2 separate regions of the Sus scrofa genome follow, and region 1 is linked to region 2. The links are chromatin contacts, called in public promoter capture Hi-C maps. All regions are on one chromosome and are shown on one strand. Each heading gives the region's core, a stretch centred on a gene start, on an enhancer-like site or on the middle of the called end of the contact. The rest is flanking DNA. Distances are from core to core; before and after follow the strand shown.

Region 1 (3,175 bases), core at 605-3,104, 87 kb after region 2:
GATCGAATCAGAGCTGTAGCTGTCGGCCTCCACCACAGCCACACAACACAGGATCCGAGCCACGTCTGTGACCTACACCACAGCTCACGGCACCGACGGATCCCTGACCCACGAGCGAGGCCAGGGATCGAACCCACGTCCTCAGGGATACTCGTCAGGTTCGTTGACCACTGAGCCATGACGGGAACGCCTAAAGTGTATTTTTAAAAGAGTCCCTTTCTCGTAGCATAAATTCACATTTACTGTGTGGAGGGGCACTGCTTCTGGCATTTCACATATAAGTAAACTCTAGGTATTGTGGTGTCCCTGGCACCGTGTGGGGCGGTAGAGAGAGGAAGGAGCCAAGTGGCATTCATAACAGGATCCTGTGGCCTGAGTGCGAGAGGATGAGCTGAAGTTATGATGCACTTGGCAGCGGGCAGGGCACACAACTTGTGCCCGGAAAAGATCAGCATATCTGGAGATGTTATAAAGGCCTGCCCTCTCCCCTCGGCCTCCCACAGCCCCGGGTCCCTCCTCCCTGGGTTTGGGAGGTGGGCTGTGCCATCAGTGGGTTAGCTGAGTTTTTCCATAGGGCCGAGAACCCCAGCCTAGGTGCCTTTGCCTCTGTGGGGCAGGTTGGCTACGTCTTCCCTCCTGCCCCGTGTGTGGACAAATGAGATGACTGTGCTGGGTTCTGACCTGACTAATTTCATTTAATCCTTCTATCAACCTGGAAGGGTAGCAATCACTGTCTCCATTTTACAGATGGGGAAACAGAGGCTGCAGAGCCTGGTATTTGCTTTCCCTCAGAGCAACCTCTTGAGACGAATAAGACAAACAGCACCAGTAACTGTGGGGCCAGTTGAGCTGATAAGCAGAAAAAAAAAAAAAAACAAAAACTGGAAGAACATGGAGAGGAAAGGTCACTTCTGTGTCCCTCAGTCAGCAGACTTTGGAGCCAAGAAGTTTTCCAGGGAGAAGGGGACGAAGAGAACATTCGAGATGAGGAAATAGTGAGAAGCCTGGCACCGAGCTGGAACACCTGGAAATCTGGCAGTGCACGGGCGGGGTGCCTGGGTGGGTTGGAGCCCAGGATCCAGGCAGGGAGTGGGCTGAGACCAAAGCAGAGAGGGCCGGGACCCCAAAGCACACTTTACACCCTGCTGCGCAGGCTCTGCTGCCTTTCGGGATCTGCCCTGAGGCTGCCGTCAGCGGTGCATCATTCGTGGCTCAGGAGCCCCCCGCCCCAAAAACTCTGGTTCTATCAGAAGCCTCTGCTAAGGCCTCTATGGGTCAGTGCTGGGAGGACTCAAAACGGAGCCTAGACGGAAGAAGCAGTTTCGTATCTATCTTGTGCCAAGCCCTACAATGGGCGGTGGGGACCGGGACACTCAGTCCCTTTCCCTAGAGCGTTTGAGTTGGGGAGTATCCCCACTGCCATGCGCCATGTGGTCAGCTAGTCCCTGAGAATCAGGGCTCAGGACTGTGGAGGCCCAGGGGGGACCCCCAGCCTCTGGGGGGAAGGGGCGGGATTCCCAGCCAGACCTCACCAACCTGGTGGCAGGGTAGCCAGCATGATCAGCAGTGCCAGGGGAAGGAGAACCCAGGTTCTATTCTGGCTGCCTCTCCAGGAGGAAGTCAGATCCAGGAGGTGGAGGGCCCAGCAGGGTGAGCCAGGCCTCCACCCCCGGGCGGCCCCCTTCCTCCGGGAGGGTGTTCTGGGCATGGCCCCGTGGTGACGCTGGACCGGAGCTGGGCTCCCAGCCGACGTGCTGGCCTCTCGCTGTTTCCGGTGACCTCTAGAGCCCCACGTTGGGTGTGATGCAGGGAACCTGCGTGTGCCAGCTGTCTGGAACGGGACCAGCCCAGCAACGGCCTCCCCCCTCACGTGGTCGGGCTTGTGACACCGAAGTGCAGGCCTCTTTCGGGTGCTCTGGTTACTTCTCCAAGGACATGCAAAGTATAAAGTCCTCTGGGCCCACAGCCCAGCCCGAAACACGCGCTTCTGCGGCGCTCCAGAGGAAGGGTGGTGAGGAGGCAGGTGCCATGCTTACGGGCTCAGAAGTGCAGCCGTCACGAGGGGGCTTTTCTGCAAGCAAGCATTCTTGCCATTCTTGCGAGATGAGTGGGGAGGGGCCGAAATGGACCCCCCATTTCGGCAGCGAAGGGCCTAGACAGACCCAGAGGCTCATGGGACACTGAACACTGAGAAGGGAGCCGTGGGGCAGCGGGGCGGGAGCCCAGCGGCTCTCCGCGTCCTCGACGAGATGCAGAAGAGCTGGTGAAGCTGGATACAGGGCGGACTCTGCCACAGAGAACGAGAGACCTGAGCTCACAGCCGGAGGCGAGGAGGCCGAAGGGCATGGCTGCCTGACTGGGCATCCCTGCATCCTGGACCATCGGCGCCAAAGAGACGACAGAGCCCGTGACATCCAATTCACTACACTGAGGAGGACCAAGATCCAGAGGGGCAGAGGGCGTGTCCTAGGTCCCCTGGTGTGTCAGGGCAGGGGCCAGCCTCCCAGGCCAGTGCGTTTCCCACCCACACTCAGGAAAGTCAAACCCAGCAGGCAGCGCTCTACTGGCGTTGGAGACAGGGAGGGGCCCCGAGAGAGAGGGTCGGGTGCCCCACCCTATTTCTCAGATAAGGAGCTAGGGTCCAAGACGGCCAGGGACTTGCCTGAGGTCAAGGAAACAACAAAACCCACCCCCCAGACCCAGGGATCCCGACCTCTCAGTCCAGGACCGGGAGGCACCAGTGTCTCCCAAGGAGAGAGAGGGTGAGGAGAAAGAAGCCCCCGTTTGCTGAGCATCTGTTATGTACATGTCTTCTTTCTTTTCCTTTTTTTTTTTTTTTTTTGCCTTTTTTCTAGGGCCGCTCCTGCGGCATATGGAGGTTCCCAGGCTAGGTCCAATCGGAGCTGTAGCTGCCGGCCTTTGCCAGAGCCACAGCAATGCAGGATCTGAGCTGTGTCTGCAACCTACACCACAGCTCACAGCAACGCCTGATCCTTAACCCATTGAGCAAGGCCAGGGATCGAACCCGCAACCTCATGGTTCCTAATCGGATTCGTTAACCACTGGGCCACGATGGGAACTCCTGTCCACGTCTTCTTTCTAACACCCGCAGCCTTGGAAGCAGGCATCCTTGACCATGTGTAACACATTAGAGAACCGAGGTTCAGAGGCAAAG
Region 2 (2,944 bases), core at 163-2,662:
CAGTTCCCTGTGCTGTAAACATCATTAAATGATTTCTGAGAATATAAGTAGTAACACACTACATGAGCTACTTGTGGCTCTCAATTATTGGTCAAAAGACATGCTTCTATTTCCTTCTAGCAATACCACTTTCTCGGCTTAAGAATAACATTTTATTGATTCCTACTCTGAATCATAATTTCCAACAAAGCAGATCTGCAAAAAGCATCTTCATTTCATGAAGCGAATGTAACTTAAGCATTTACGATGTGCCAGATGTTGTACTAAGAGCTAGAAATAAATTACAAGGGAAATAAAATCCTGTTTTCAAAGACTCTGTAGGTGGATAAGGGAGGTATCAGTGTAATCATGGAATGTTTCCTGAATAGTGTTACGGCTGCCTTTTTTTAAGTAAAAGCCATTAGACCACTTTCTCCTTTCTCAGAAAATCCATGAAGCAAACCAACTTAGAGAATTAGAAAGAGTAACAATTTAGACTACTGTTGGTTTATAAAATTAATTTCTCATTTTTTCCCCATACATCACATTAAAAGGTTGGATGGAGTTCCACCCAATTTGAAAATTGTTTGAGACCAGCTGATTTAAAATGTAGGCTACGCTGCACATCCAAAATTCCCTCTGGCAGGTGGTAGGGAGTACCTCAACGAGAAGACAGGCTGATGACAGGCAGCACAACTCATGCTCAGATACAACAAACAAGGCACCTATGTGATTGTTGATTGTAAATGACATAACATACACAATACAAAGATAGATAAAAAGTGATTGCAGATATGAATCCTAAATTCAAACTCACCTGAACCAATGATTTAAAGCACAGAACCTTCTCTCAAATGGGCAACAGTACGAAGCAGTACTCTACTGAGGAGCATTTGATACGCATTTATTTAATGGATAATGACTCTCCTATGCAAAGCCAGGCAAGCTAGTTTCATTTGTTTATGAATCTATCTCTCCATTAGACTAAGACTTAAAGTGTTTCAGTATTTTATTCAGCAATGTCATAACCCCCTCAAAAACATCTATAATCAAACATGAGCATAAACTCATCACGTTCAGAACTATTTCATCTATTTCCACAGAAGAAAGATAAAAGGTTTGATTTTATCTACAACCAGTCGTCATGAAAGGATAGATGACACACTATCAATTACATGAGTCTTTATTGACAGTCACTCCATTTGGGGGTTTCTTAAAAAAATTGCTCACTAACCATTTGTTCTGAATGCTCTATTTAAAGCTATTAATAAACAATAATGAATATTCTAATCATTCTGATTCTCTAGACAAAATTCTAAAGTTCCTAGAACTCCTATGAGAAATACCTAGTATTTCTCGGTTTCAGCTACTCAGTGATCCCAGAGGAACAGAATGATATAATTTGGTTCTAAACTCTGGCCTCTAGATGAGAATGAGAAATGCAAACAAATACTAAAAGTACACAGAACTCAGAGCTTTTGGAAAAGGCTGGCACATTTAAGAAGCCAACTTTTTTTTTTTTTTTTTTTTTTTTTGGCTATGCCCTAGCATTTGGAAGTTTCTGGGCTAGGGATCAAACCCACATTACAATAGCGACCCGAGCCACAGCAGTGGCTGTGACAACACTGGATCCTTAACCTGCTGTGCCACAAGGGAACTCTCAAGAGGCCACTGTTTTTTTGCCTAGATTATACAACTAAACTGTGAGTTAGAGAAGAAAATCTGTAAATACCAGCTACTGCTACCAATAAAAACTGACTTATCTAAGTACATGGAGAAACAGGAAAGAAAATACAGGCTTTTAGTCAGAAACCAACATTCAGATTATGTGAGGGTTGCCCTTTCTGAGCCCTGTGTCTTCATTCTAAAAGCAGATATAATAGCCAGTGTCTTAGTGTTTAGTGTAAGAATCTAAATAATGATGACTAGCAATACTTAGTGCTCTAAAACTTAGGGTTATCATAAACAGGAGGAGAAGATCCTCTTTTCAGTCACATTTATACGTGTAGCCACAACAAGAAGGCTCAAATAATATCTGAATAAGAAAATTATAGCTGGTTACTATCTAAGTTTCTCAGGGCTCCTGTAACAAAGCACTGAAGTCCCACAAACTGGGTGGCTTAAACCAACAGAAATTTATTCTTCCATAATTCTGGTGGCTACAAGTATCAGCAGGGTGGTTCCTTTTGGAAGCTCTGAAGGAGAATTCAATCCATGCCTATCTATTAGTTTTAAATCAGAGCTTTCCAAATAATATATTGCACCTCCCAGAGCAATACAAGGAATGGAAATCCCTCAGCCTCTGAGTAAGCTAAGAGGGACATGAAGTACCGAACCTTCAGAACTTCCAATTCTGCATCCTTTAAAGGTTTTGCAACATTTTTTCTAATATCATAAAACCAGTTAGGGAGTTCCCGTCGTGGCGCAGTGGTTAACGAATCCGACTAGGAACCATGAGGTTGCGGGTTCGGTCCCTGCCCTTGCTCAGTGGGTTAAGGATCCGGCGTTGCCGTGAGCTGTGGTGTAGGTTGCAGACACGGCTCGGATCCTGCGTTGCTGTGGCTCTGGCGTAGGCCGGTGGCTACAGCTCCGACTGGACCCCTAGCCTGGGAACCTCCATATGCTGCAGGAGCGGCCCAAAGAAATAGCAAAAAAAAAGACAAAAAAAAATAAAATAAAATAAAATAAAACCAGTTAGGCTTATGCCATAGCAACTTGGTATTAACTTGATCTGAGGTTAGAAGTTCCCTGGTGGTCCTGCAGGTTAAGGATCTGGCATTATCACTGCTGTGGCTTGGGTCACAGCTGTAGTGCAGGTTTGATCTCTGGCCTGGGAACTTCCACATGCTGTGAGTGTGGCCAAAAAAAAGAGAGAAGAGTTCCCATCACGGCGCAGTGGAAACGAATCTGACTAGGAACCATGAGGTTGCAGGTTCGATCTCTGGCCTCGCTCAGTGGATTAAAA

What was found. Promoter capture Hi-C pulls out the DNA fragments that hold promoters and counts their contacts.
Region 1: a contact with region 2 is called in a promoter capture Hi-C map of liver, with 4 times the contacts expected there. The contact joins two enhancer-like sites. A contact is called at or near these places in 1 of 5 promoter capture datasets (liver) and 4 of 47 Hi-C or Micro-C datasets (blood, liver and skeletal muscle).

Annotation. Positions count from the first base shown.
Region 1 is chr9:7,634,922-7,638,096 of Sscrofa11.1, forward strand. No RefSeq gene overlaps it. Among named protein-coding and RNA genes, the nearest start is that of FCHSD2, 17 kb to the left of the region's middle. Within about 2 kb of position 1,855, at least 34 of the 83 cell types and tissues checked have an H3K27ac peak or open chromatin away from gene starts, as enhancers often do. A contact at or near this core is called in liver, where this site is marked.
Region 2 is chr9:7,548,834-7,551,777 of Sscrofa11.1, forward strand. All of the region lies in intron 3 of FCHSD2 (F-BAR and double SH3 domains protein 2), which reads right to left. Among named protein-coding and RNA genes, the nearest start is that of FCHSD2, 70 kb to the right of the region's middle. Within about 2 kb of position 1,413, at least 1 of the 83 cell types and tissues checked has an H3K27ac peak or open chromatin away from gene starts, as enhancers often do. A contact at or near this core is called in liver, where this site is marked.